Linked DNA regions of Mus musculus: regions 1, 3, 4, 5, 6 and 7 are each linked to region 2. The links are chromatin contacts, called in public Hi-C, HiChIP or PLAC-seq and Micro-C maps. All regions are on one chromosome and are shown on one strand. Each heading gives the region's core, a stretch centred on a gene start, on an enhancer-like site or on the middle of the called end of the contact. The rest is flanking DNA. Distances are from core to core; before and after follow the strand shown.

Evidence for each region. Hi-C and Micro-C count contacts between places; a contact is called where the count stands out from the background. HiChIP or PLAC-seq counts read pairs in DNA pulled down with a chosen protein or histone mark.
Region 1: a contact with region 2 is called in a Hi-C map of CD8 T cells, with 2.7 times the contacts expected there. The contact joins two enhancer-like sites. A contact is called at or near these places in 2 of 484 Hi-C or Micro-C datasets (CD4 T cells and CD8 T cells) and 2 of 115 datasets of contacts at active chromatin or transcription factors (acute myeloid leukemia and large pre-B cells).
Region 3: an H3K27ac HiChIP or PLAC-seq map of epiblast stem cells shows a contact between it and region 2, with 4 times the contacts expected there. The contact joins the promoter of Lias here to the enhancer-like site in region 2. A contact is called at or near these places in 5 of 39 promoter capture datasets (embryonic stem cells, hippocampal neurons, liver and 2 more), 1 of 15 datasets of contacts at CTCF or cohesin (the NIH/3T3 cell line), 2 of 484 Hi-C or Micro-C datasets (B cells and differentiating embryonic stem cells), 18 of 115 datasets of contacts at active chromatin or transcription factors (the 230-238 cell line, the NIH/3T3 cell line, bone marrow-derived macrophages and 13 more) and 4 of 9 other capture datasets (adipose tissue, embryonic stem cells, liver and 1 more).
Region 4: a contact with region 2 is called in a Micro-C map of embryonic stem cells, with 3 times the contacts expected there. The contact joins two enhancer-like sites. A contact is called at or near these places in 1 of 484 Hi-C or Micro-C datasets (embryonic stem cells) and 2 of 115 datasets of contacts at active chromatin or transcription factors (bone marrow-derived macrophages and large pre-B cells).
Region 5: a contact with region 2 is called in an H3K27ac HiChIP or PLAC-seq map of embryonic stem cells, with 5 read pairs. The contact joins the promoter of Rbm47 here to the enhancer-like site in region 2. A contact is called at or near these places in 4 of 115 datasets of contacts at active chromatin or transcription factors (the NIH/3T3 cell line, bone marrow-derived macrophages, embryonic stem cells and 1 more).
Region 6: an H3K27ac HiChIP or PLAC-seq map of extraembryonic endoderm stem cells shows a contact between it and region 2. The contact joins two enhancer-like sites. A contact is called at or near these places in 1 of 39 promoter capture datasets (stem cell-derived epiblast-like cells), 3 of 115 datasets of contacts at active chromatin or transcription factors (bone marrow-derived macrophages, extraembryonic endoderm stem cells and pancreatic cancer cells) and 1 of 9 other capture datasets (adipose tissue).
Region 7: a contact with region 2 is called in a FOXA1 HiChIP or PLAC-seq map of pancreatic cancer cells. The contact joins two enhancer-like sites. A contact is called at or near these places in 1 of 15 datasets of contacts at CTCF or cohesin (large pre-B cells), 2 of 115 datasets of contacts at active chromatin or transcription factors (large pre-B cells and pancreatic cancer cells) and 1 of 9 other capture datasets (pancreatic islet).

The regions. Positions count from the first base shown.
Region 1 is chr5:66,073,701-66,076,600 of GRCm38.p6, reverse strand. The region is part of intron 3 of Rbm47 (RNA binding motif protein 47); the gene reads left to right. Among named protein-coding and RNA genes, the nearest start is that of Gm40310, 65 kb to the right of the region's middle. Within about 2 kb of position 1,335, at least 159 of the 459 cell types and tissues checked have an H3K27ac peak or open chromatin away from gene starts, as enhancers often do. A contact at or near this core is called in CD8 T cells and acute myeloid leukemia, where this site is marked.
Region 2 is chr5:65,723,537-65,726,236 of GRCm38.p6, reverse strand. No RefSeq gene overlaps it. Among named protein-coding and RNA genes, the nearest start is that of Pds5a, 27 kb to the right of the region's middle. Within about 2 kb of position 1,291, at least 335 of the 459 cell types and tissues checked have an H3K27ac peak or open chromatin away from gene starts, as enhancers often do. A contact at or near this core is called in the 230-238 cell line, B cells, CD8 T cells and 18 more, where this site is marked.
Region 3 is chr5:65,390,204-65,392,903 of GRCm38.p6, reverse strand. Lias (lipoic acid synthetase) reads right to left here and starts at 1,407. Exons shown (of 11, transcript NM_024471.5): 1 at 1,231-1,407; 2 at 515-684. The coding sequence starts at 1,275. Rpl9 (ribosomal protein L9) reads left to right here and starts at 1,473. Exons shown (of 8, transcript NM_011292.2): 1 at 1,473-1,528; 2 at 1,912-1,958; 3 at 2,050-2,165; 4 at 2,421-2,516. The coding sequence starts at 1,913.
Region 4 is chr5:66,219,353-66,222,104 of GRCm38.p6, reverse strand. No RefSeq gene overlaps it. Among named protein-coding and RNA genes, the nearest start is that of 1700126H18Rik, 29 kb to the right of the region's middle. Within about 2 kb of position 1,269, at least 22 of the 459 cell types and tissues checked have an H3K27ac peak or open chromatin away from gene starts, as enhancers often do. A contact at or near this core is called in embryonic stem cells, where this site is marked.
Region 5 is chr5:66,150,333-66,153,227 of GRCm38.p6, reverse strand. It overlaps Rbm47 (RNA binding motif protein 47), which reads left to right and starts at 1,274. Exons shown (of 8, transcript NM_001127382.2): 1 at 1,274-1,373; 2 at 1,527-1,689. Gm26725 (a long non-coding RNA gene) reads right to left here and starts at 2,224. Exons shown (of 5, transcript XR_001785070.2): 1 at 1,755-2,224; 2 at 210-256.
Region 6 is chr5:65,456,554-65,459,347 of GRCm38.p6, reverse strand. All of the region lies in intron 3 of Smim14 (small integral membrane protein 14), which reads left to right. Among named protein-coding and RNA genes, the nearest start is that of Ugdh, 22 kb to the right of the region's middle. Within about 2 kb of position 1,282, at least 115 of the 459 cell types and tissues checked have an H3K27ac peak or open chromatin away from gene starts, as enhancers often do. A contact at or near this core is called in adipose tissue, bone marrow-derived macrophages, extraembryonic endoderm stem cells and 1 more, where this site is marked.
Region 7 is chr5:66,057,638-66,060,337 of GRCm38.p6, reverse strand. All of the region lies in intron 3 of Rbm47 (RNA binding motif protein 47), which reads left to right. Among named protein-coding and RNA genes, the nearest start is that of Gm40310, 49 kb to the right of the region's middle. Within about 2 kb of position 1,302, at least 31 of the 459 cell types and tissues checked have an H3K27ac peak or open chromatin away from gene starts, as enhancers often do. A contact at or near this core is called in pancreatic cancer cells, where this site is marked.

The DNA of each region.
Region 1 (2,900 bases), core at 86-2,585, 350 kb before region 2:
AGCTGGCCTTGAATATCTTTAACTTTATGGACAACCACAGCGGCAACATCTTGTAATTGTACAGTTAAAAAGAAAAGAAAAAAGAAAAGAACCCACCCCCACCCCCCCACTTTCTTGGCCTGGAGAGATTGGTCAGTGGTTCTTTTCCCGAGTTTAGTTGGTACCCTTTCATGGGTGCTCACCACAACCTGTAGTGCCAGCTCCAGGGCATCCTCTTCTGGCCTCCGTAGGCACCTTGACACTGGTGCAACCCCCACACCCCCAACACACCTGTAAACACAATTTATAATTCAACACATCTTTTAAAAAACTCCTTTCTCAAATAAACTCCATGTCTACCATTAGCTTTAGTCTTGCGATGTTAAATGAGAACGTTGAAATAAACGATATGACCACCTATCTGGCTAGGAGAAGAGCTGACGTGTGGACTTTCCGCCTCCGTGGACCCAGCTCTTCTCTCTCTGGCCCCACTCCTGCCACCCGCACAGTGTGTGGTGACCTGTGTCAGCATTACCTTTGGTCTACGGGGGCCTCTCAGAACACAGACTTCATGGTGTGCCTTCCATGTGTGAGACACTGCACCAAGTGCGTTAGGGGTTCACCCCTAGCCCCCACACAACTCTGCTAGCTCGGAATCCTTCACCCTTCTCACTGAAGGGAACCAAGGCTCGGAGCAGTCGGATGATCTGCATAAAGCCATATATTTGCCATGTTCACCCTGTCAGCTGCCTGCCACAGGTCTGAAGAAAGCCCTGCCTTTCCCCTATCTTCATCACAGTGGAGCTCAATGCAAGGGGCCTTAAACAATTTCTTTTCCTCCTAAGTCTTGACTTTTATCCACACCATGCCCCCTGATGGATAGATGTTGTCTTTGTAACTAGACATAGATGTGGGTTAGATTCGATTTTTAACTTAGCCTTTAACTTTCAGAGCCGAAGGAAAACCAGGGTTAGGGGCTAGGAGGTCAGTGGGCCTGCTTGGTAGGCTTGGCAGGGACCTCTTTGCGGGGAACCCTGGAATAGAGGTGGCTTCCTTGGGCAGAAAATTGGTCAGATGACTCTCAAGCACACAGAGATGTGTGTGTGTGTGTGTGTGTGTGTGTGTGTACACGATCGCTCACGCATGTGCCTGTGTGGAGAAGGTATGGCAACAGGCATTTATGGAGGCAGAAGCAGGAAGCTGCCTGCTCGTGTTCCTCATACAGGAAGCAGAGTAAAAGGACAGGAAGTGGGGCCCGGCTATAAAACCTCAAAGCCAGGCTGAAGAGTACTTAAGAGCACATGCTGTTCTTGCAGGGGACTTTGCACCATACAGCAGTTAAGTGTGTACAGCCCCAGTTCCGGGGGATCCGGCACCCTTTCCATTCTCTACAGACACTAGGTGCTCTCATGGTATGCCTACATATCCAGGCAAAACACTCATATAAACAGATCAGAGGGACAATCTAGGGGGCAACCTCAAAGCTCACCCCACAGTGACACACTTCCTCTTTAAAGTTTCACAGTCTTCTTGAGACAGGGCTGCCAACTAGGAAGTGAGTGTTCCAACACAGGAACCTACCGGCGCGTTTTTAATTCAAACCACCATACAGGGCTTCTGGGTCTTTGCTGAAAATGCTAGGCTTTGTAGAGCTATGAGCCCCGGGAATCCTCCTGTCTCTACTTCTCCAGCAGAAGGATTACAAATCTACTCCACCTTGAACATGGGTGCTGGAGGTGAACACTTAAGCTCACGGAAGTTCAGCAGCATTTTACAAACCTGTCATGCCTTGTTTTGTTTTAAAGATTTATTTATTCATAGGCATGATTGTTTTGCCTGCATGAATTTCTGTGCACTACGTTTATGCTTGGTACCCAAGGAGGCCAGAGAGAGGCCATCAGAGTCTCTGGAACTGAAGTGACAGATGGTTGTGAACTGCAGTAGAGATGATGAACACAGACTCTGTAAGAGCCCTTAGAGCCAGCGGCCAACGCACTTATTGTTGAGCCATCTCTCCGGCCCCTTGTTTTGTTATTCTGAGACAAGCTTTTGCTACATATCTCTGGCTGCCTATGTAATTGAGGCTGACCTTGAACTTGTGACAATCCCACCTCTTTCTGCCTCTGAAAGCTGGCATTGCAGGTGTACACTACCACACCTGATTGCCAAGAAGAGTTCTTTTGCTCTCAGTATTCTTGGCAAAGGAAACTGCGGAGGTGCATCCAGATTGTTACTGACGTGGCTCTGTGGGCCGTTGTTCTCCTGCCTGGGAGAACAAGAGAAGTGAAATCAAGGGGTACCCAAATCAAGGGGTGCCCAGAATGCTTTCCAAGCTTTCAGGCAACCAGACAGATACCTTGGATGTCCATAGGGTCTAACAGCCATCACCCCAAGGATGGCCTCCTGCGTCCCTACTCTGGATTTCATATTGAAAGAGCTAATTAGCAGCTGGGCCCTTTCCCTGCTAGCACAGTGGCCTGTGTGTTTGCCGCTAGGTATGCCAACCCCAGGTGGGTTTTGAGCATCATTGCTGAGGCACTGTTTGGTGTGTCAGAGCGCACTGGCCTATTTCTGCTGGCCTTCCTTTCCAGCAGGATTCCTAAACGGAACTTTGTACCACAAATGAACCTGGACTCCTACCTGCTGAGGAGTTCAAGAGACTGAACCGTGTCCCGTGCAGCTTCCCCTCATTTAAGGATTGTGAAACCCCAATGGGTTTAAATCGATCATTGTTTAAACGACTGTCCTCTCTGTGTCCGCTCGCTGCGTATGCAAACTCTGGAAGAAACCAAACAAAGATCTCATTCTGCTTCTCCTCCAGCAATGACTTTTTACTGTAAGAACATAGGAAACACCTGCTTGCTCATGGTTTCGTTGTTTAATACAGAATCTCCCTCGCTCTGTAACTCAAGAACTAACTT
Region 2 (2,700 bases), core at 42-2,541:
CTTATCTTAAAAAATAAAGGTGACTGCCCAGGCATGAGAGAATATGCCTTTAATGCTAACCCTGGACAAACAGAGGCAGTCAGATCTCTGCAAGTTCAAGGCCAGCTTGGTCTACATAGCAAGTTCTAGGCCAGCAGGGATGTATATGTATATGTGTATGTGTATGTATATGTATATGTATTGAGATCCTATCTCAAAAATAAGTAAATAAATTAATAGGGAGGGTTTGAATAGATGGCTCAGTAGTAAAGAGTGAATATTGCTCATTTCTCAGCCTCCCCATTAGACAGCTCACAATCACCTGTAATTCTATCTGTATGAAATCTAATACCCAGTGGAACCCCATACTCACGCACATACCTATGTATAGATACATATACATATACCTAATTAAAAATAATAAATATTTTAATTCTTTAAGATTTATTTTATGTGTATGTGTTTTGCCTGCACATATGTACACATACCAAGTGTGTGTCTGGTGCTCCGTGGGCCCATTAGATCTCCTGAATTTAAAGTTACAGATGGTTGTGAGGCAACACGTAGGTGCTCTAATTGAACACAGATCCTCTGCAGGAGCAACAAGTTCTCTTAATCACTGAGCCAGCCATCCAGCCCCATCCTCCCACCCCCAAAATTTTAATGGTAGAAAGTAATTAACTAACTTCAGGCCTCCACACACATACATATGTAATACCACACACAAAATTAAAACTACAAATAGATTAGGGGAAAAAAAAACAAACTTGTGCTTGTTAATCATTTATCAAGGGGAATAGAAACAACGTGGAAAATTTCAGGCAACAAAATCGCTGTAGCTTGTAAATGTATTGTTAGTCAATAAATTCTGACATTGTGGAAAGACACAAACATGGCAGTCTATGGTTGGAACATAGCAGACTCCCAATACCCAGGCTGGCCTCAAACTCTCTCCTGAGAACATGAGCTTCTGGGCCCACCAGTAATGACTTTTGGAACTCCCATGGTGACACTATTAACCTTAGAATCACTTAGTAGGTTGGTATTTAAACTAGCCAGATTCGGGTTTATGTTTTTTTTTTTTGTTTTTTTTTTTCACCGTTACCCAACATCTCTAAAAGCCTTTCTCACACACGTTCCCTGGATCTCTGATGGTATAAACGTGTCTATTCAAACAATTCTTTCTAGCCCAGTATACCTCTTCACAGGTTTCAGTTGCTACCTCACTTTTAGAGGCCTGCTGGGACTTGAATCTGGTTACAGATCTAGAAGCAAAGGGCGGTTACCAGTTACCGGTAGAGGTCGGTCTTGAGATCTGGCCTGCCTATTGCATTGGAAAGAGAGAACAATTTCCTCCGGCTATTCAGGCTAAACAGCACGAGGGTGGCTGTGTGAATGTGTGTTGGGGGTGGGGGGAGTCCCGCCTACAGCACGAGGGTGGCTGTGTGAATGTGTGTTGGGGGTGTCCCGCCTACAGCACGAGGGTGGCTGTGTGAATGTACGTGTTGGGGGAGCAGGGGGGTGGAGTCCCACCGAAGATGCAAAGATCTCTCACTGGCAATGGAGATTCAGCAGACTAGAACAACCCAAAGCCCTGAGCGCCTCCAGGATCTTCCCACCCAGTCTCATTCCTATTTTGTGCAGGAAGTAGGTGCTTGGGGGTGGAGATGGGGGCGGGGGTTAGGGGGAATGACAGAGTTTCTGGAGGTCTCTTTAAAAAACAAGGAGGAAGCAGCTTCAAGAGAACTGGACTGCCTTCCGGCCGGTTTTTTCAGTTCTTTCTCGGTTCCCTGTTGAGCCGTAATTTTACTCCCGGGGAGGGGGCGGGGCGGGGCGAGGGGGGCGGTGTCTATGAGGCGCCAGGGAGCCTATCACTATCCATCTCTTGCTGTCTACCTGTATCTCAGTAGCTTGCTCACTCTAGAGACTAGGTACTGTATCTCATTAGGTGTAAATGTGGTCTATCAGTTTTCTTTAGTCTGTTTTTGTGGTGTTGGGAATTAAACTTAGTACCTCAGAGATGCTAGGTAAATGATCTGCCACTGAGCTACATCCTCAGTCCCGAAATTCACTCTGTAGACCAGGCTGGCCTGGAACTCACAGATTCCCCCTGGCACTCAGGAGGCAGATACAGTTTGTGTTTGTTAGTACTTTGTTCTGTGTTCTTGGACTTAGACTGATGACATTTTTTTGGATATTGGACAGACTAAAAGACAAGTTAGTTACTCTTTGCTTCTCTGCATGACCCACTTGTAGGGACTTTTTGACTTGCAGGTGATCAAAGCAGTAGAGGAGAGAGTCTTTAGGCCAGGATCCTTCAGGCACCCGGACCAAGGGCCCTTTATAGTTACCTAGAAGAATCTAGTGGAGGAGCCCTCCCCCCACACACACACCTAGATAAAAGCCTTTCTTTCTCAAGAGCCACCTCACAGGTTCTGACCATCAGGAAGAAGGAAGAGCAGGAGGAGGGATCCGGACCTAAAATTTTGATCCTCCAAGATCCTTCAACAGCGGACCTGTTACTCTAAGACCCTCCTCCTCCAAATCTCCCTACCCTCGCCCCCAAGGCCTCACCAGTGCCAGTACCATTTCTGGGATCCTCAGCCCATATGAGACCAAGGCCATTGCACCCCCTTTTACTGGAGGGAGGATCAGGAGGAGACCTGAGAACCACCTCCCCTGATACCATGGTGGCTCTCCCATTAAGGGCACATGGGCCTC
Region 3 (2,700 bases), core at 158-2,657, 330 kb after region 2:
TGCAGCACTCAGGAGGAAGAGGAAAATGGATCTCTGAGTTTGAGGCCAGCTTGGTCTACAGAGAGAAGTCTAGGGCAGTTAGGGCTACATAGGGAAACCATCTCCAAAAACCCAAATAAATAAAATAACTATCAAGAGAAAAACCTATACTTTCTCAATTAGATGCTAGATATAAAATGGGATATGGCAGCATAAAATGGTCATTTTGGAAAGGATGAAGAAATGGCCAAAGGGTACAGAAAAACCTACAAGGCTTGATTAAAAAAGAAAAAAAAAAAAAAAAAAAAAAAAAAAAAAGCACAATGCCAGGCAGTGCATCTTTAATCCCAGCACTTGGGAGGCAGAGGCAGGTGGATTTCTGAGTTCGAGGCCAGCCTGGTCTACAGAGTGAGTTCCAGGACAGCCAGGGCTACACAGAGAAACCCTGTCTCAAAAAATCAAAACCAAAACAAACAAACAAACAAACAAAACCAAACAATGCACAAAGTCAAAGTGGAATCTAATGTTCAATTACCTTTCTCCTTTCTGGCGCTTTAAGTTTCCTTTATATTCATCCCATGTACTCTTGTCTGCAAGATCACCAGATACAAAATCTTGAAGGTCTGGTCCATTATGCAAAAATTCCTTTTTCTTATCTGGCAAAGAACTTAATGCTCTAACCGTGAACGCATATCTTCCAAATATCTACAAAAAGGGTTCAGTACAACATTCACTCAGTAGACTCTGAAATAATTTAGTTTTAACCCATTATAATACCAAAGCTAAAGAAATTGATTCAGAAATTATGTAAAACGATTTAAGAGCTCAAACTACGTAGATCAGAACCTGAAAAAGACTCAAGGTGAAAGAACCGTAAGTCACGGCGGCTCAAACACGTAATGCAGCTCTCAGAGGAGGCAGAGTGAGGAGTCGTCTTTGGTCTAAGAATTTAGTTTCAGGCCAGCCTAGATTACAGAGACCCTGATGCACGCTCAGCCATGACAAATGGGGGAAAAAAGTGGGACGCAGATCAAAGTTAACCGCTAAATATAGGTTAGAAAACCTTAGTGGGTGACTTAACATGCCACGTTTTCATGTCTTCTATTCCTAAAACAGGTACTAAAATATGTTGTCAACAAGTTTGCAATAATTAAGATATGCCACAGCTGTCGGGGCTTTTAAAAAAAGGATATCTGGAACAATTTCCCTAGTTTTGAACTTAGGATAAGCAATGGCGTTCCCGCCGCTCACCCGGGACCCCAGGCTGCGAGCTGTATCCCAGCAGCGTAGAGCCATCCCCCTCTTTTAGGTCTCAGGAGTGTCAAGGGATCGAGGGAACAGCACCCCCGGCACCGGACGCGTCCAACAACTCGTCGCTTGAGTCATGACGCGATACGTCGTCGCCGACCGGCGCGACTCGACTAGCTCGGCAATCGAGTAGTTCCGCCTTAAAGCCGTCGCTCGGGTCGTGACGCGACACGCAGGGCCCTGACGGATTACAAGAACGTGATGACGAAAGACGTTCTCTCTTTGCCCCATCTACTGCGAGGTGAGGAGCTTAGGGACCGGGTGCCCCGGGAATCTGAACCCATCCTCTGTTTGGGGACCCCGGCGGCATGGAGCCGATGCCCCAAGGCTTTGTCCCGACTGTCCCCCAGCACGACGTGCGTCCTTGGGACTTGGTGGCGCGAGCTGGAAGTGGCGTTCGGGCTTTCAGGCCCATCTCGGTCGTAGCCCTTCCGCCATGGCGCACCGAGCCGGGCTTCCTTACTCTTCTCCGGGGCCCCCGGTCCAGTCCTTGTCCCGGACACACCTGGGTCCTTGTTGCCGGCTTTCGTAGCTGGCGATTCCCGTTGGGAGCGGAACGCTGCCGGGTCTCGGGTGTAGAGCGTCCCCCGCCCCAGCCGTCTCACCCGGGTGTCTGTGTTTCAGGATGAAGACCATTCTCAGCAATCAGACTGTGGACATTCCAGAGAATGGTGAGTAGATGGCTCCCCGCCGGCCGCTGACGGCTTTCCTGCATGCTCTAAACCCCGGCCTATGGTCTCACCAGTTCACTTTCTCGTTTAGTCGAAATCACTCTGAAGGGGCGCACAGTCATTGTGAAGGGCCCCAGGGGGACTCTGCGGAGGGACTTCAATCACATCAACGTGGAGCTGAGTCTTCTTGGGAAGAAGAAGAAAAGGGTAAGAACTTGTGTCTTCCGATGCTTCGGGTGCTTGCTTGTAACAAAACCCGGTAACCGATGTTAATCCCCCACCCCATGCGTGGCCGAGTGGGTTACTCGGACTCAGTTCTTTTATGAGTGAACTTGGGTGTGTGTGTGTCGTCCCTCTGGTGTCCTGTGCGTGTGACATACGGTGCATTTGTACATGGCTTTGCGTGCTAGTACTCGCCAGCTAAAAGTGCTGTGTTTTAATTCTAAAGTTGTTGTGTTTCAGCTCCGGGTTGACAAATGGTGGGGTAACAGAAAGGAACTGGCCACCGTCAGGACCATCTGCAGTCATGTTCAGAACATGATCAAGGGTGTCACGCTGGTAAGTCAGCCCTCCACTCTGCCCTTTAACCCTTTGGAAGAGGTTCCTTGGGTGTGTATAAATGTCTAGGGCCAGGATGGACTGTACTTCTACAAAGGAGGCACTTTCAGATATTGGGGGTGGGTTAGCACAGATCAGACCCAGGAATTTGCTGGGCAGGCTCCTTTACTTCTGTTTCAGGGGT
Region 4 (2,752 bases), core at 20-2,519, 500 kb before region 2:
TTATTTTTATTTTATGTACATGTCTGTTTTACCTACTTGTATTTAAGTGCACCACATGCATGCCCGGTGCCTGAAGAGAGTGTTGGATCCTCTGGGACTGGACTTTTAACAGCTGTAAGCTCCCATGTGAGTGCTGAGAACCAAACCCAGGTCCTCTGCAAGTGCTCTTAACCCATGAGCTGTTTCTTCAGCTCTTAAATCATCATCATCACCACCACCATCATCACCATCATTATAAACCAACAACAAAAAGACCACAGTTGTGTTGTGGAGACTATTCAAAAATAGCTGTAGGAAGATTTTTTTTGTTTTTTTTTTGACTAGGTGTGATTTCACATGCCTTTTAATCCCAACACTCAGGAAGCAGAGCCAGGCAGATCTTTGGAAGTTTGGGTCTAGCCTGGTCTATATAGCAAGTTCCAAGTCAGTAGGAACTACACAGTGAGCCCTGACTCAAAACAAACAAACTGCACCAAACAAACAAACAGAAAACCAAATACGACAACAAAAACAGTTTATTTTGGGGCTAGGGATACAGCTCGTGGGCAGAATGCTTGCCTTGCAGGTTGAACTCCAGCACTAATGAATAAAATAAAATAGCCTGTGATACACTCAGCAGGTAAAAGCACCTGCCTGCCAAGGCAGTGACCTGAGTTTGATCCCTGGTAAAAGGAAAACTAGTTTCCTCAAGTTGTCCTGTGACCTCTACACACACACACACACACACACACACACACACACACACACACTATGGTGTACACATACCCCACCTCACCCATATACATAGAGGCACACACAGACAATGAATACATGTAAAATATCTAAGTTTTTTTAAAAAAGAGATTTGCTTTGTGTAGTTGTGTATGTGTGTACTCACTTGAAGTAAGTGTGTAGATATCTAGCCAAAAGCTGGGCCTGGTGCCTGTAATCCCAACACTCAGGAGAATTACAAGTTTAAGACCAGCTTTAGGTATACAGTCAGACTCTCTCTCTCTCTCTCTCTCTCTCCTGCCCTCTCTTTTTGCATATATAACTGAGAAATTGTGCCCCAGTGGAGCTCGGTACTAGACAAGCAAACACTCTACCACTGAGCTAAATCCAAGCACACCACCAAGCCTGGCTACTCCACCTAAGTTTATCCTAAGCAAACAGTTTAATTAAATCGATGCGTTAGACTACAATGTGATAAATGCCATCATCTTTACTGAGGAGCATGAGAAAGCCAGTGAACTGTTCTGTTTCCGGGTTAAAAGGGCAGGTGGGCGTGGTCGAAACCCCACCTGATCCGCGCCTCACCCCTACTTGAAGGACTTAACCCTGTCAAGGGGAAGCTGTGAGACTGCCTGGGGTGGCTGACTCTGAGAATTAGGTTAACCTGTCACCTGTGCGTCACTGTAACGAGGCTTTCTGATGGCACTCTGATGTCAGATACCAAGTAATGGCTGTCCATCTGGGAACCATGGTCTCAGAATCTTCATCCCACACACTATGCATTGGTATAGGTCTATTTGCTGAAAGAAATTTATTTCAACTACCTGGCTATCATAAGGGTTAGGGGATCTCCATGAATCCAGATGTCATCCTTACCTGAATAGCATTGAAACTCCAACATAGGCTCCTCAATGAAGCCAGGGCACTTACGTGGCTATCTGGGAAACTGAGATAGGAGCGTCTATTCTGCAGGGTACTGTTTGCTGTAGCTGGGAAGGACTGGAACATACCTGATAGTCCTGCCTGCCACCTGAGGCCATCATTCTGTCCTCAAGGGAACTGAAAATACCCTCAGACTTTAGCCTTAAGTCCCGGTCACTCCTGTGTTTGGCAGCTGGGAGACCTTGGTGCCCTTCATGCACGTATTGCTCATACAACACTCGAAGCCTGTGACATGGAATAGCCACATTATATAAATGACACTAATCAGCCCCTGATAGATTTCTGCAGAATGTTTGTTGATAACTTCCTTCAGTGTCCTGAGACGCTTTACAAAGAATCATTGTCAGCGTTTCAGAGAGAGAGGGAGAGAGAGAAATGAGATAGTCATCTATACGATTTCTCCATTCTAGTATTGCATGTGCTTGGAAGCCAACCAGATTTCAGATGGGGTTTAAAATGTCAGCCAGAATGTACTGAATATACAGCAGAGGTCCAGATTGAATTTCCCTTGGCTTACTAAAATAAGCTGGGCCCGGGGTTAGCGTGGGAGGAAGAGGGAACTGTGGCCGGTTTTAATAATATAATTCCTTGCCCTTCAACCTTTTCGTACTTTCTCATTCAGTGTGTATTCTTCTGTGCCTTACCCCCTCCTACCCAGAGAGTTGGGCAATATTCCAGTCTTTTACAGTGTCTTGCTTGAAGTTCCTTTCAAAAAGAACCACGATATCAGCTATCAAATCACATACATTTTTCTATACCATATGGGGAGGGGGCGGGGCACGAAAGCGATTCTTCTCATTTCCCAATTCAGTTTTGGATATTCTTTCCACACCCCCCCCACCCCCCCAGGAAATTGAGCAAACATGTTGAATCCCCCCGCCCCCTCCCCCAACAAAAGCTAGTTTGCTTAAATCGTCTCTGGAAGCATTACTTTATTTGGAACTTCAATACACAACAATATTTTCTGCTTGCTGAGTTTTCTGCTCTGAGGTTGCAGGCAGGGCTGGGAGGCTGGGAGGTCATTCTCAGACCCACTTGTGTAGAGCTGCATGCGAGCAAGCGAGCAAGCGAGCAAGGGAGCACTCGACCTGAGCTCAGG
Region 5 (2,895 bases), core at 25-2,524, 430 kb before region 2:
TCGACAAAGTCTTGATTCTGAATTCAGAACATGGTTAAACTGGCCTGGCTTGACTTTTGCTGCCTAAAAGATAAAAGATCGAAGATCAAAAGGATGGAGAACTTCAGAATTCCTGGCTGGCTTCAGGAATTACTTTTACTAATGGTGGTAAGATCTGACTTTTCGATTAGACTGGAAAGGTCGGCACTCGGGAAAGTTGGCCTGCTTACCTAACCTCTGTACGGACAGTGTCTTCACCTCCAGACCTGAGGCAGACCTGAGGATCAGATTAAGGAAATGGGTGAAAGGGTTCCTGAGTAAGAAAGACCTCAATATAAAGAGATTAGGATTTCTTCATTTATATGTCAAGTTAAAAGGAACATAAATACCCCCTCTACCCTCCACTATTACTATGGATGATATCTATGAGTTTTCAAAGCCTCCACCACACCCCACACGCCCCACATTCACAGATCTTCAAACTGCATGGTTCACTGTTATCTAGCACTGACTTTTTGTTTTTGTTTTGTTTTGTTTTGTTTTTGTTTTTGTTTTTTTTTTTTTTTTGAGACAGGGTTTCTCTGTGTAGCCCTGGCTGTCCCGGAACTCACTCTGTAGACCAGGCTGGCCTCGAAATCAGAAATCTGCCTGCCTCTGCCTCCCAAGTGCTGGGATTGGGATTAAAGGCGTGCTCACCACCGCCCCGCTAGCACTGACTTTTAACCTATGGAGTAACTTGCAGGGTGGCAGGTCAGGTCTAGTGCCTAAATCTGAGTCAGAATTACGCGCGTGACACAGACGTTGGATTTGCACTTCATGGAAGGCAGGGCCAACTTCTCTCCACTTCCCTTGAAACTTGTACACGAGTCGAAAATCAGTTGCACACCCCTTCACAAAGACTTCGTCTTTCCTTCTCCTTGAAACTGTCCACAGTGAAAGCAAAACTCCCATCCTTAGAATCTTCCAGAAACTCAGAGCTGGAGGGTAATTAACTTGCTCACAGATAGTGAGGGCAGAGTTGGGTCTGGAGCCTCCTTCTAACATCCATTGCACGTTTTTCTACGGGGGGGGGGCGGATTATACATAATAATAGTATCACTAACAACAGTGGCTAACGCTATATGCCGATATTCTATCAGCTTCCATTTAACTAGATGGGGGGGGTAGTTTTGGGTCCTTCTTTTAATTAAAGTAGCCTACTGTGAAACAGTATTTTTTTTTTCAGTTGCATGACATTGCAACCCGAAATCACAACTTTAGGTTCCTTGTGGTGCCCGCTTCCTCTTCTAGTTTGTTTAGTCACAGAATTCGATTCCTGTTGGCTGTTTCCGCGCTGCAAACAGGCTTAGCGCTCCATTGAAATGCGGGAGGCTCCTTAATTCTTGTATAAACAGGTAACCCGAGGGGTGGGGCGGGGGCCGCGGCCCTAGGGTGGGTTTCCTGGGAGTGGGGATGGGGGTCAGACTTAGTTCCCCTGTGATCAGAGGCAAGGTTAAAGGAGGGCTTGGCTGAGGTTTCTCCTTGCACTGTTTTTGTTCCCTTTCTAGAAACCAGCTGTAACACTAGGTCAGAGCGCATTCAGAATGAGCCACTTTGAACGAGCAGCGGCGCCCAGGCCCCAGGCCCTGCTGTGAAGGCTCCGGCAAAGGTCAGAGCTCCGGCCCCCCGTGACGTGCCTGCCTGTGCTCTCCGAGCTATGCTCAGCCTCAGGTAAGAACAGCCCAGGAGGTCCTGGCTTCCTGCAGGCCCGCGGCGGGGCTCGTCTGCCGCCCTACCTGCTCCAGCGCCTTCCTGCCCCGCAAGGCCGGGGGCGGTGGCACTGCTCACCCCGGGAGTCAGGCGCAGGGTCCTTAGTCCTTGGTGCAGGCTCAGGGTGGCTTACTCTAAACAGCCATAGGCGGCCGGAAGCCACTCTTCTAGATGTCCCCAGGTGGGGCAGGTGCCACTTCTGGGGTCCCTTCTGAATGTCTGAAATGGATGTGACTTTTTGAGCGGCCAAAGTTCGTAAATCCTCCGCATCGGGGCCAGTCCGATATGATTTTTTTTTTTTTTTAAACCTTCAGCTAAGGTATCCGCGCTTCTAAAACAACAGGAATGTTGCACTGGCCTTCGGCCAGCGGAGGCTCAGCGAGCAGGATAAAATTTCAGTGCAGATTTACGGGAAGTTGCCGGTGTTGGGAGTAAAAATCTGGTTTGGTGAGTTTAAGGGAAGGGAGTATACGAGACAACCTTGCTACTGTGAGGCGAATGGCCTCGTCTGGGGGAGGGCAGGAGGCGGAGGGAGGGAACCGGGAAGAGCAGGGATTGCAGAGGCACCGATTGCAGCCGGACTCCGCCGCGCTCCGCGGGATCCGACCCTGTGCCGCTCCGCCCGGGCCACAGCCGCACCGCAGCCGGCTCGTACGACCCAGCCCAGCCGGCCGCCGAGCGCCCGGACCCGGAGAAGCCAGGCTCTGGGCCGGGAAGACGTTTCTTACCGCAGGTCACTCAGGCTAAGAAATTGTGACAAACTGGAATTCCCAGAACCCGGGAAGAGTTAAAGCCTAGAGCGATCTGATCTGTTGCTTTAAGCCGCACGGTGGGAAGTAGTTTGGAGACTCTTTAATTTAGTTTTCTATTTAAAAGTGTGCGGCCAGCGAAGATGTTGTAGGTGACTTCCTAGCCTTGTAGATTGCTACCGGGCTGTGAATGGTATTAATTTCTGAAGTGAGCGACGCCAAGTACTTACGGAAGGTAAGGTGGACTTTTGGCAGTTCTGACTACTGTCCCCATAGAGTCCTGACTTTTGGGAAAAAACAAACAAACAACATCTTTCTCTCTCTATTTCTTTCCCCCTTAGTATTAATCTCTCATTTGATCGTCTTCCTTCTTTAGTGGGAAGTTAAAGGGTTTATAAAAAGATTTTTTTTTTTAAAG
Region 6 (2,794 bases), core at 33-2,532, 270 kb after region 2:
GGCCAGCCAGGCATACATGAGATCTTGTCTCCAAAAAAAATCATTTCCTCAGTTATTCATAGAACCAACTTCTGGAGAGGTCTAAAACAATGTAAACATAAGCTAAAAGGATAAATGGTAGAGAAGTATTTATGTTCCTCTCTGCAGACTTTATTTAAGCTTTGACATCAGTCAGTGAATATAGTTTGGATTTTTAAGTTCTAAGTTTTGATTCTCTTGCATGTTTGTTAAAGGCACCAATAGTTTTTCTCTTTGATAATTCTCTGCCACTTTATATTATTTGTTTTTATTGAAACTTAACTTTTGGCCTACATCTCTCTCTGTCTCTCTCTCTCTCTCTCCCCCTCTCTCCCTCCCTCCCCCTCCCTCTCTCTCTCCCTCTCCCTCTCTCTCTGTTTCAAGACAGGGTTTCTCTGTGTGGCCCTGGCTGTCCTAGAACTCACTCTGTAGGCCAGGCTGTCCTAAAACTCAGAAATCTGCCTGCCTCTGCCTCCCAAGTGCTGGGATTAAAGGCGTGCGCCACCACTGCCCAGCTATTTATTTGTTCAATTACTTATTTATCTTGAGACTGTGTCTCTATAGTCTTGGCTATACTGGAGTCTATTACATAAACATAAACCAGGATGGCCTTTAACTCATAGAGATCTGCCCTCTGCTCCTGCCTCTTGGGCGATAGCATTAAGTTCTGTATCAATATATACAGCTGTATTTATTATGTTGTGATGTGTGTTTGTGTGTGCAGAAGCACCTTTGTGCTGGTGCACATGCCATGTATACACACATGAATATGGATGTCAGGCGTCTACCTCAGATGTCCTTTTTCATAAGCCTTCCACCTTTTTTTTTTTTTTTTTAAAAAAAACAGGGTCTCTAAGTGGGATTTTGGGGCTCTCTGAGTCGGCTCAGCTGCTTGGTCAGCTAGTGATCCCCAGGGAGTGATTCCCCGTCTTCCTTTCCCCAGCACTGGGGTTACAAGTGTGCCCCATGCCCTCCTTCTTCACATGGGTTTTGATTGTTTGCATGACAAGCACTGATTGCTGGAGCTCCCTACCCAGCACAACCCTTGACATAATCTCCTATCTTTTCTGTTTCTAGACAAAGCCTTTGCTTATCTACTCAGAACCTGTAACTGCTCAGGCTTGCAGTTTTCCAACTCTCTAGCTATTATTTCCCCCAGTTCTAACTTTCCAATTACTTTGTCTTCAACCACTCTGTTTTCTTTATCCCCCGGCCTCATGAGCTCATTCGCTGGAGCTGTTCCTTCCCTACACTCCCTTGATGACGTTCTCAAGTCTCATGACTCATGATGTGTGTGCTGGTGACTGTCTTGTGGACATGTCCACTGTGGTGTTTCATAGGCAATCTCAAATCTTCAGAATTGGGCTTCTGGTAGCTCTGTCACGGCTGCTTTTCCTCCTTTGTCTGTTCTGTAAACGACCCTTGGCTCTCAGGCCTGTCCTTTATATCTACCTTCAGGATGTAACCAACACTCTACTTGATAGCACCTCGTTCTGCCTCCTCTCTGTTTACCACCTCATATCTAGGCCATTATAGTAGGGTCTGTTTGTTTGTCTTTCTGTCTATTTGTTTGTTTGCGACAGGGCCTTACCTATTTGTACCCTTGGCTGGTCTAGAACTCACTGTGTACAACAGGCTGACCTTAGATTCACAAAGAATCAGCCTCCCAAGTGGTGGGATTGAAGGCGAGTGCCACCATGCCCAGCCTTGCCTGTTCCTAACTCCCTCCCAGTTTAGCTCCCTGCTGCTGTTATTCATAACACAATTGGCTTGAACAAGTAAGAGTTTGCTTTTGGCTTCTTTTCACCTAAAACTTTTCAGGGGCTTTCTGTTTGAAGCACACTTGAAGGTCCTTGTTCTGACCTGTGAGTCCTATGCTCTGGCTGTGACTGGCTGCTTCTGCGACTAAGTCTCTCTGGTCTCCACGTCTTGCCTGGCTTCTGAACCTCACTCCAGTTGCAGGAGTCAGCAGTAAACACATCCCATTGGCTCCTGACTAAGATTGCTTCCAGCTGCCTCTCACTCTGCGTTTGCTATATAAAAAAACAATTTGGTTGTATGAGGGGGTGGGGGTGGGGAGCCAAGCTCAGATCTTCAGGCTTGGAGGCGGTGCTTTTAGCTGCAAAGCCTTGTCCTGCTGGCTTCACTCTATCTACATTTTGTGGACACTTTTCCCTTCTCAGTGGTACCACCCTCTGCTGTCCCGTGTCCAGCCATTATGTATGTAGAGACTGTCTTACTTGGACATCTATGTCAGTCTTGGTTCTCAGCTCGGTGAAGGCAGGGGCACTTGGAGGCAGACCCTTCTCCCTTCCAGATCCCCAGCATCACGGCAGTGATCTCCCTCCCTCCCTATTTCCCAGTCTAGATCTAAACCCTGCCGCTTTGGCACCTTCCTCTAGCCCCTGCATTTTATAGTTACCAGTGGACATGGCTATTTCATTACAAAAGGTGGCCATCTGAAGAACAAGTCTAGGTTTTTCATACAACCACTTTTAAAGGCAGTTCAGAGGTTTGTCTGAACATGAAGAACGTTTTAGGGCTTTGTAGAATATTTTTCAAAAACTGTTGTTTCTTTTGGTGCTACAGATCAAACCCAAGTCCTCAATGCACACTAGGCCAGTGCTCCACCACCGAACTGCACGTTAGCCTGTCTCTGTGGTCTCACTGTGTGCCTAGTGGTCTCAGTGTGTGCCTAGGCTGGCCTCAAACTCACTACCTAGCTCAGGATGGCCTTGTCCTGCCTGGCCCACTGTTCCTGACCCCCTCAAATTTA
Region 7 (2,700 bases), core at 53-2,552, 330 kb before region 2:
AGTTTGACAAAAGTAGTGTTACCTGGAAATTCCTCAATGTAGGAATTACCTCCATCAGATTGGCCTGAGAACATGTCTGTAAAAGGCTTTTTTTTTTTTCTTGATTAACTCTTGTAAGATATGCTTTTCTTGCTGTGAAGAGACATCCGTGACCATGGCAACTTATAAAAGAAAGCATTGAATTGGGGGCTTGCTTACAGTTTCAGAGGGTTATCAGTTCATGATCATCATGGCAAGGGAGTGTGGCAGCACGCAGGCCAGCAAGTATGGTGCTGGAGAAGGAGCTGAGAGCTCACACCTGACCCACAAGCACAAGGCAGAGAAGGACACTGACTGGGCTTTTGAAACCTCATAATCCACCTGAAGTGACCACTACCTGCCAAGGCCACACCTAAACTTTCCTAAACAGTTCCACTGTGGACTGAGCATTCTTATATGAAATGGCCTATGGGGCCCCTTCTCATATAAACCACCACAATAATGTGGAAGGCCCAGCCCACGGTGCTGTGTCCTTGTTGGCCTGGTGGTCCTGAATTGTATAAGAAAGCAGGCCAAGAAAGCCGGCCATGGAAAGCATCCCTCCATGGTCTGCCTCAGTTTCTGCTTCCAGCTTCTTCTTGAGTTCTTGCCCTGACATGGCTCCATAATGGACTGTGACGTGGATGTGTAAGCCAAATAAGCCCTTTCCTCCCTAAGTTAATTTTGGTGTTTATCACAGCAACAAAAAGCAAGCTAGGACAGCTAGTCTGCCGGGTCAGAGTTTCAATTTTTACATAAATCCACCCAGTGTGATGTGATGGTTTAGAGGACCACCTTTGAGGTCAAAGCTCCCCCCATGGTCTTGTCTGTTTGGTGTGCTGAAGATCTAAACCAGTGTTTTGATCAAGGTATGCAAACACTATGCCACTGAACTAACTCCTGGCTCCATTTTTAAATTTTAAGATGAAATATCTCCAACTTTATTTATACTTTGCTCCGATATATACTGTATTTTATGCTGAGTGCTATGTTGGGGTATTTGACAGTCTAACTGGAGGAAAGAGGTCTGTGGGAACTTCTGTATATCCCGTGTCCTTTCCAGTGGGGTGTAATTAGGTTCATGGCCAGCTGTTGCTAACACTATTAACCCGGCTATGTGGCTTCCGAGCCAGTGTTTGGTGCAGGCTAATACTTCAATGCTGTGTGCGCATGCACACATGCATAGGAACAGTTTCTTTCTCTCATATCTTAGTCATGCACTGATGCAAACGGTAGTTACAGCAAAGCTTTTGGAATTCAGAATAGTACCGAATGAGTAGCTGAGGTGGCTCAGAGGATAAGAGCACTTGCCACAAGCCTGATGACATGACTCAGATCCCTGGAGACCTCATGGTGGAAGGAGAGAACTGACTAATGCAAGTTGTCCTCTGATCTCCACTCATTTATGCCTGCCCTCCCTCCCTCACCCCCCTGCAAATAATTAAATATTATCAAATGTATTTCTAGAAGCAATATATTACTATTATATATAAAAGCAAATACATATTGGCATGGTCTTTACATTGTGGTTCTATTTTAACTTATAGATGAGTTAAAGTTTATAAATAATACTACCTTAGTAAGGTTTCATTTGGCCTGATCAGATTTTCCCTGTATTTAGAATATCTATGGGCGCTGGAGAGATGGCTCAGCAGTTAGAGCACCGACTGCTCTTCCAGAGGTCCTAAGTTCAATTCCCAGCAACCACATGGTGGCTCACAACCATCTGTAGATGACCTGATGCTCTCTTCTGGAGTGTCTGAAGACAGCAATGGTGTGCTCATACACATTAAATAAATAAAATAGTCTATGAACCCAGCTCAGTAGTAGAGTGCTTGTCTGGCATGAAAAAGGCCCCATGATCATGACAGTTCACACTGGCAACTGGACAGTGTGGTTCACACCCAAATCCCAGCACCCATATCCCAGAGAGAGGATCAGGAGTTCAAGGTCGTCTTCAGGTACAAAGCCTGAAGCTAGCTTTGGCGATATATATATATATATATATATATATATATATTAGACCCAGGCTCAGGAAAACCACAAAGTGTAAAATCCTTGCCACCCAAGCCCACTGACCCAAGTTCAACCCTCCAGGACCCACACAAATACCATCAGAGAATAGACTCAACAAATATGTCCTCTCATCTCTGTCCCAACCTGGCTCAAACCCTTCCTCAATTATCATACACATATACCCCATAATAAAAATTTAAACACCCGAAGTAAGTAAAAATAGCTGATATGATTGATTTCATAATGTCTATGTCTTCTTTCTCCGGACTGGTCTGCGGTTTCTTTCTTTCTTTCTTTCTTTCTTTCTTTCTTTCTTTCTTTCTTTCTTTCTTCCTTCCTTCCTTCCTTCCTTCCTTCCTTCCTTCCTTCCTTCCTTTCTTTCTTTTTATTTATTTATTATATGTAAGTACACTGTAGCTGTCTTCAGACACTCCAGAAGAGGGAGTCAGATCTTGTTACAGATGGTTGTGAGCCACCATGTGGTTGCTGGGATTTGAACTCCGGACCTTCGGAAGAGTTGTTGGGATTTGAACTCCGGACCTTCGGAAGAGCAGTCGGGTGCTCTTACCCACTGAGCCATCTCACCAGCCCTTGTTTCTTTCTTTTATACAACCACATCTACCTTAGGCCTTCCATACTTCCCTGGTACCTTCTGCCTCTCTTTAG